2 separate regions of the Mus musculus genome follow, and region 2 is linked to region 1. The links are chromatin contacts, called in public HiChIP or PLAC-seq maps. All regions are on one chromosome and are shown on one strand. Each heading gives the region's core, a stretch centred on a gene start, on an enhancer-like site or on the middle of the called end of the contact. The rest is flanking DNA. Distances are from core to core; before and after follow the strand shown. Region 1 overlaps Mir99ahg (Mir99a and Mirlet7c-1 host gene (non-protein coding)). Region 2 has its middle 210 kb from the start of Mir125b-2.

Region 1 (4,135 bases), core at 1,069-3,568:
ACTATTGAGTTGCTCTGGTTTTGTACAGTGTAGAACAATTCTGCAATAATAAAACATCTCAACTCTGTGCAAAAGGTGAGGCTTTCCATCTCAAGTTTCTCTTTAATGGAAAAAAAAAGGAAAACAAAGCAAACAGGCTGACAGCTTTAGAAAATCCAAACAATTCCACTTGCCAAGATGTGTATTTCATGCGTTTTCACTAATTTCAGATTTGCTTCGTACGTTCCAATGCTAACAATGTGTGCTTTCAATTTCAAAGTTCATTTTCGTGCTGCTCAAAGCAATCTTCACCTTTTAATAGGCAATTATTTTCCTAATCGTCTTGTAAAATCTTTTCTCTGAAGTGACTGAGAAACAGTTTCAACTTATGCATTATGGACACGTTGGAAACAAACCGAGCAGGTTGTGAACTGCAAATTGGCACTTGATTGGTAAAAAAAAGTCTGTTAGAAAAAAAAGAAAAATCTGCAAAAAGATTATTTTTCAAGTTAGAAAACTTTTCTAACTGACAAAACTCACAAGGGGCTCAGAGCAGGAGGAGATTCTCTTATGGAGCAAAAACCACTGTCTTTGATAACTTCAGTGAAACCCAGACTAGTGGAATACTCCAATTAACATTAAATCTCACTTCAAGATTTTGAAAACTTTCCATGGCCTCTCTCCCAAAACTAGTTTAAGCTACTTCTCCCAGTTTCTTGGGGTGAAAACAAATTTACAAACTAAGATTTTCTTATTTAAACTAATTGGATATATTTTGCATGAAATACGGTGCCTTGAATTATATTGTTATATGGAAGAAACAAGCAATAAAGCAGGAAAGCAGAGGTGTATTTTAAGAACATCAGTTTACTCATCATGAATTCAGATGAAAACAAGTTCTCTCAGCCCTCTCTTATGCCACAAAACTCCTTGCAGCAATCCTAACTTCTCTATTATTTTCACAAACAGAATAATGGGAATGCATATAACCACACAGGTGGAGAGTGGGGACTGTGATATCTTAAAAATGATTTGACCAGGATTCCATTCAAATCAGAAAAATTAGTTACTATTTGAGGAAATCAACAAAATCTCCAACAAAAACTTCCTTTAATGTCAATGTTTTCAAGTTAACTTATGGTAGACTACTTAAAAGGCTTGTTTAGCTATTAATTGAAGCATTTTATCTCATGGATTTCCTTAAAATATGCTTTCAGTACTATTTATCATTGACTTAATATAGAAGGTAAAATACCAAACATGACTGAGCCAATAATACAAAGATCCTAATTAGTATCATGCCATAGGGAAACAATGAAGCGATTTTGTCCCCAATTACTGACAATTAGCCAAAGTACAACAGTTAATTTCATGGAAATAAAGCCACATAACATGAAAGGAATACCCTGTCATGATGAATGGCATTTGTCTGGACTCCTTAACTGGTTCTTTCAATAATGAAGCATAAAAGTTTGAAGCAACTTGAACAGCTTTAACACATAGAAAACTCAAAAGTCTGAGTATTTGAAGATCCTAATTTTTGAGCATCTATGGAACCGTGTAGTTCAATGCAGGAATACCTTGAAGCACATAGAGTTTTCAGTCCCTTAAACCTAAAGATATTATCGTTCCAGGCAACATGTTTGTTCAGCAATAATCCTGGTATACATTGTTACACAAAGATAGTTTGTAAACCTTGTCACTATCCTGACACACATGCTACAGGATACAGTGAGCTGGTGATGGTTATAGAAGTCACAAAGTCCCTAGTTTCCTTGACTCTTTTATCCCACTCAATTTTTCTCTCTGCTTCCTTCTTCCATTTTTCTCCTAATGTCACACTTAGATCTATGCTCCTGAACACAGTGATGGACAGGCCTGGGAACTCACATCACCTCCGTGTGTGCATTGATTTCACTCAGTATAAATTCACTCAGAGCTTCAGTATCGAGATGTCTCACACAGTCAAACTCAGCTTTAAAATATTTTCTGGCTCTGTGCAGCTTAGAAAGGACACCTTTGGCAAAGCAACCACCCAGAGATCCAATAAAGACAATGTAAGGCCGTGACTCCTGAAGCTTAACTTTAGAAAATGCCCCCTTCGTGAAATACCCAGCTTCACCAAGTGCAGAGAAACAGAACTTAAAACACAGCAAAACAACTTGATAGATGGTTGCTGAAGGGACTTCGCCTGGATTGTTAAAACTGAAGGTTCACAAATAAACATTTCAAATGTTTTTGGCTGCATGCAGATAACACCCTCTCTGGGGAGAAGGCTAGAAACTGTTGGGTTCCTTTGTGCAGAGTCCTGGAATGTGCCTGCTTTTCATTTCTTCCTTTGTGTCTGCACACTGGCCTCACAGGCAGTGTCTTAAGCCATCCAGGGTCAGGGCAAACAGAGGAGCGCATTCATGGACAGATCAAGTTTATGTGAGAATCTGCTCCTCCTAGCTGCCCTCCATCTCCATATGAATCGTTAATAAAATCGCAGCCTGAAAGCTCATCGCGCCAACAGTGAGGAAGTCATGCAGAGAATCCTCTGGTTCAGAGGGAGAAAAAAAAAAAAGATTTCTTTATCTTTTTCATCCTTCGCCGGCCTTCGTGGGAATTCTGCCATCTAACTCCTTCTGCGCTAAATCTCTCCCCCTCATCCCAACACCACGGTCTTCCCCTAGCAACTTTCTAACTGGCACCTGATCACGTGGGAAAGCGGGGGATGGGAGTGGACACAAAGACAAAAGAAACATTCTGATATCCTCAGCAAATCTTCCAGAGCGCCAAGTCAGCCTCTGCTGCACTACATTGCTGCAAAAACCTTCAGGCAGTATCAATGTTTCAATTTTCCCAGGTCGTGTCAAACAGCTGGGAAGACTTTCCCATAGTTTTATGACACCACACGAGCTACAGAGGCACAGATATCTCAAAAGGGCACACGAAGAACAGCGTCTTTCCCTAATTAACTTGCTAACTCCATGCAAATACTGGACAGAATCAAGCCCCTGAGTTATTGCAGGCAATCTCACGTGTATCTTCTAACCTTGCTGCTGCCTAGCTGTAGGCTCTTGTTTCCTCCGCTCTTGCTCCTTGCAAACTGTCTTAATATCGAACGCGTTTCAGAGGGATGGGCTGATGAATGAAAACATGAATTTCTGCTTGCCCTTTAAGGTGGGTTAAGGGGCGGGGGTGCTGGTGTAATCAATTACTGAACAAAAGAACAACAACAACAAAAGACTTACAACCCACAGAGTGGCTGTGTTACATCCTGCAGTCTGTTTTAAACCAGTACTTCTTTTATATTTACCACTATTAGATTCTAGTATGGATCATTTATTTCATCAAGAAGAGAAAAAGAAAGAGGAGGAGGAAGAAGAGGAGGAAGAAGAGGAAGGAAGGAAGGAAGGAAGGAAGGAAGGAAGGAAGGAAGGAAGAAGAAAAAAGAAACAAGAAAGATATAGAAAGTCTTCCAGTAGATCCTGAAGAAAACTTAGTATTTTTTTAACTTAAAAAGTATTGATATATTTGAGCTTCAATTTGATACTAACTTAGCAAGTAAAAAGTTTGAAATCTCATCTACATCCATCCTTCAGATTTTTTAGACTGCCTCAGCATGCTCTGGTCTCTTTTCAGGATATAAAGTTTGTAGTTTGCATTCTAATTAGCATCCTGGTCCTATCAGCTCCAGGTTCCCAGTGTTACTTTCCTAAAGAAAAGGACAGCAATGCCAAAGTTCTCCACAAATGCAGCTCCAGGTTACCGGATATCAACCTCTTTAGCTGCCTTCCTCAAAGAACCACGACTTCTGTTTAAAGGTGATGTTTCCAAATAAACCTAATTTGACAAAAATGTAACAAGACTCTATCACTGAATGTCTTGAAATCCTCTTAGCTATATTTCAGAAAATGGAAACACACAAGTTCTCTTACACAACACACCTCCCTTACAGCAAGAGTCAAGCTAAAAAGAAAACGATGACTTCTCAGCCACTCAACTAGTAAAACTATATAAATTATTATGCCACCCAGTTTAAATAAATACCGTATCTCTTTGCTCAGTCTATGCAGATATCAGTTGCAGTTTCTGGGGCTTGTTATTGATAGTTCAAAGAATTCTTCTCCACAAGTTTTAGTGACAGGACTTTGACAAAGTTTTCAAACAG
Region 2 (4,135 bases), core at 1,121-3,620, 450 kb before region 1:
TATTGAAAACAGTGATGGACACATTCCGTTTGCTGCTGTGAGTCCTTGTCAGTGCTATGAAGAAGAAAATGGCCAGAGGTTATAGCTCCCGTTTAGAAAGACCAAATTTATTGTAGGAGCCCAACTGATGGTATGAAGTTAATTCTTTATGCATTGTAAACACATTCCCCAGTGGTCTTTACTTCCTTGTTTATTTTCTAGGAAATTTCTGTGGAAGAATTCAAATGCTGAGAATTGGAATTTTTATCTAGGATTTGGTGCATTAGGTTCACTGTCCAGGTTCTTTGACCTCATATCCTCACCAGAAGGCATTTCGACTTAAACGTAAACCTATGAGCAGAGTGCTCTATCTCCACTGTTGTTATGCCATTTCAAACTAAGAAAGATAGGGACACGGTGGCCTGAGTCACAGAACATGTGGAACTCTAGAGATAAAGAGGATAGAAGATGGGCAATGATCTGTTTTCTGGATAGCTATCAAGAAATGGACCCGTTTCCCAGATACTTGTCTTGAGAAATACACAGCAGTCTATGGTTCTGAGAAATTCTGTTTTAATACATTCATCATAGGCTCTTGTGGAGTGGTAAGCTTTCAATCTAATGATTCCTGGTAAATTTTGTCAAACTGTCAATGCTTGCTCTCCTTTCGTAGCCCTCGAACATTTTATTTATTTCTCATATTTTCTTTTCTTTGCCTTTTTCTTATAATTAATAACCAAAGTTCAAGACTTTTGTTCACTCCACCCAACCATCTGATAACCTCTTTCCTTACCTGCTTTTCTCTCTGAACTATCATAATTGTTTGACGATCTGTCTGTCTGTTTCTGTGTCTCTGTCTCTCTCTCTCTGTGTCTCTCTTTGTCTCTGTGTGTCTCTGTCTCCATATCTCTCTCTCATTTTTTTTATCTGTTAAAGACTCTCTTGTCATGTATCTGTGTGCAATTGGCCATCACTTTTCCTTAAACAGCTCTCAGGAATATGCTAAATTATCTCTTTTCATGCCTTCAAGTAAACTTCAACATATATTTTAGCCTATTTAACAGTCTTATTTCTGAATATTATTTTCAGGATACGCATGTCAGACTATTTTTTTAAATTTTAGCCTTCATGAATAATGTCATTGTTGGTTTTTAAAGACATTGATACTGGAGAGTGATTTTTGATATTCATATTTTGATGCATTTTTGTTTAATATTACACCTTCATACTAGACTTCAACATTAAATGTCAGTTAAGGATGTATTCTTTTAGAGGAAGTCATAAACTCTAGATGAACCAATGCAGATTCTTATTCTGAATTATCAGTTATTGTCTGGTAGCTTAACATGTATATATCTGTGCAAAGTGCATATGGTATGGCTTTCTCTTATACATGGTAACATTTAATATGTTCTTTTGAGTAAAGTGCATTTATAAAAAGAAAAAGTTAATGATACATGTTATCAATGTACTTTGTTGAAATATGATGGATCTCATTGCAAAGAATGGGTCATGTGTTTTGAGAGAATTGTTATCTGATTATAAGGAGAGCTAACACTACAACATATTTACTAGCTTATATTACATAACATATCGTTTAACTTATATTTGAGATGTAACCCTAGTAACTGATTGACATGTGAGAACAAAGTATCTTGGAGACTTCTACTCATTTCAGAAGGACTCCTGAAAGAAGGTGTCCTTAAAGAACCCAAAGTATTAATAAACCACTTTCTGCTTGGATTAAAAAAAAAAAAACTTAGAAGAAAACGACCTCTTTCAAAGTCATCATATTGCCAGGATTCATGGTAGACAATATCTACTCAACAAATCCCATGAAAAATGTATTTATTTATTTATTTTTGTACAGAAGAAAGCTCTTGCTTTTCTTTTTTCTTTTCATTTTTCTCTTTTCTTCCCTTTTCTTTTCTTTTCTTTTCTTTTTTCTTTCTCTTTTCTTTTCTTTCTCTTCTCTTCTCTTCTCTTCTCTTCTCTTCTTTCTTTCTTTCTTTTTTTTGTGGATTGATAACTCCATCCAGAAAGGGCATTTGTACATGATGGAAAAGAAACATTCTATAGCCAGCTTTGTGGCTGTCTTCAAAACCTTCCACCATCTGAATAACCCCTGAGGTTAAATAGCTGGTAGACATCTGGAGGGAGAAGTAAGAGAAATGAGATCATCAAGGAACGATATTGTGCTTACAACATGTGGCGAAATGAGTGTCTCTTCGCCATCTGTTATTTGTGTGTGTATTTTATTATGTAAATGTTCGTACACACTGCATTCTAAACAAAGGAACATTACTTCCACTTTGCTGGTGCTGCCAAGCTTGCGTATGTGTCCTGGAAAAAGAAAGTGGCAGACAGAGAATTCGGGGTTCATCTGGCCACTTGTGTCCTTTTCCTTTCACCAAGATGGTGAGAGACTCTATGTGGGTTTGATTCCTTTTCTACATCCTGTTAACAAATACAAAGCTTGGCTGGGAATGGAAAACAGTGTCTTGATTACTACAGCTCTGGTCTCAAGCTTCTTTTGCTGGCATCTGCAGGGAGAAAGATGCTAGATGCTAGGATGCCCTGGGATGGTTCCAATGTACACTAGTGATAAATCTAGGCTAGAAAATGAATTTGGACAAAGAAAACAGTCTCTGTGCAATTTCTGCTCATCTGTTTAATTCCTGGCACATATACTCTGGGTCATGGGAAGGTTCTGGTGTACTGCTGTCAGTGTCCCCCTAAACAAGAGGAGTGTGTGTGTGTGTGTGTGTGTGTGTGCATGTTTTGGGGGAATAAAAGTGAGGAGATTTGGGTGACACATATTCTCGTTTAAATTTTCATAAAATTACCAATTTAAATTGAAATGTAATTATCCTAACTGGCATCTTTTTGGCAGCAACATAAAAAAAAATCCTCTGGCTTTACTGTACCAAGCAAAAGCCCCGAGGAGTCCTGACACTGGCCTTTAATCAAAAGCTGAAAAGACACAAAAGCTTTCGGATAATCTATGCCAAGCTATCTTGGACAGCATGGAATTGCCTGGAGCACCCTTCTGGTGGCATTTAAAACACCTGGTGCCCTTAGAAAAAAAAGTACATCTGTGTCTGCGATTTCTCCTTCTGTAATTCCCTTAAATCCTTCTATCGCAACCCATTCTCCTATCTTTTTAAAAGCAAGGATTCGTCAATGGCAGTAAAATAAAGCAGTTTTATTTACCGAGAGAATGGTACTTGTCACTGGCTACGCCTGGAGGTGTCAGACACGGGTGGCCATCTGCACAAACTTCCTCACTGTTTATTTCGTGGGGTTTAATATAATTAAACTATCATTGTGCTCATTGATTCAGTTCAAATTTTAATTTGATAATTGGGGGAAAGGTGTGCATTTGAAATGGAGGCAATTAATTGACACTTTAAATGCACTTGAACAGAAATAATTTAAGTTACACTGTACTTAGTGGTGACTTACACTGTCATGTTTATGCGGATTCTTCCATTTAGCTTGTATCATTACTGGGTAGAGGTAAATAATGTTTCTCACTCTAAATCCCATTGACACTAGTAGTCTAATTCTGAAATTTGGATTTTTTTTCCTGCCTAAAATAATCCCATTCATTTTGTAGTGATTGGCTCTTCTAAAATTCAGACGTTTTAACTCCGAACAACAATCTAATCATTCATAACTAACCTAACACATATGCAAACTAATTATGCAGATTGTCGCATAATTTTGTAAATAGACAGTCTGATTCCCCTTCTAGCAAACACCTTGCATAAAGAAATAATGAGAATAACAAAGATGCAGATTTCCAATTTATAGTAGCAGCTCTACTTGATTTGAATAAAGAAAGAAAAACAACTGGTTATGACTTATTTAACTTTTGTTCTAGTACCAGGTTTCCTGTAATTAGTTCAAAGGCAGTGCATCTATGCATTTTGGTGAACCTACTATAATTTCAAAAGGAACCATATTTATGGATAAAGCAGTTTTGTGTGTTAATTAATCTTCCATCTGGAAACAAATATGCTCTCTCTCATTTTTTCTACATCAAGAACAAAAGCTAGGGAGTCTTAGAGAGTTACGATATGACCATCCATTTCTACTAGAGTTATTTGATTCACAGAGCCTGCAATTCATTTCATCAAAACGCCTAGGAAAA

What was found. HiChIP or PLAC-seq counts read pairs in DNA pulled down with a chosen protein or histone mark.
Region 2: a contact with region 1 is called in an H3K4me3 HiChIP or PLAC-seq map of embryonic forebrain, with 2.2 times the contacts expected there. The contact joins two enhancer-like sites.

The regions. Positions count from the first base shown.
Region 1 is chr16:77,398,939-77,403,073 of GRCm38.p6, reverse strand. The region is part of intron 2 of Mir99ahg (Mir99a and Mirlet7c-1 host gene (non-protein coding)); the gene reads right to left. 9430053O09Rik (a long non-coding RNA gene) reads left to right here. Exons shown (of 4, transcript XR_003951960.1): 4 at 1,826-4,135. Among named protein-coding and RNA genes, the nearest start is that of 9430053O09Rik, 19 kb to the left of the region's middle. Within about 2 kb of position 2,318, at least 155 of the 459 cell types and tissues checked have an H3K27ac peak or open chromatin away from gene starts, as enhancers often do. A contact at or near this core is called in embryonic forebrain, where this site is marked.
Region 2 is chr16:77,850,721-77,854,855 of GRCm38.p6, reverse strand. No RefSeq gene overlaps it. Among named protein-coding and RNA genes, the nearest start is that of Mir125b-2, 210 kb to the right of the region's middle. Within about 2 kb of position 2,370, at least 35 of the 459 cell types and tissues checked have an H3K27ac peak or open chromatin away from gene starts, as enhancers often do. A contact at or near this core is called in embryonic forebrain, where this site is marked.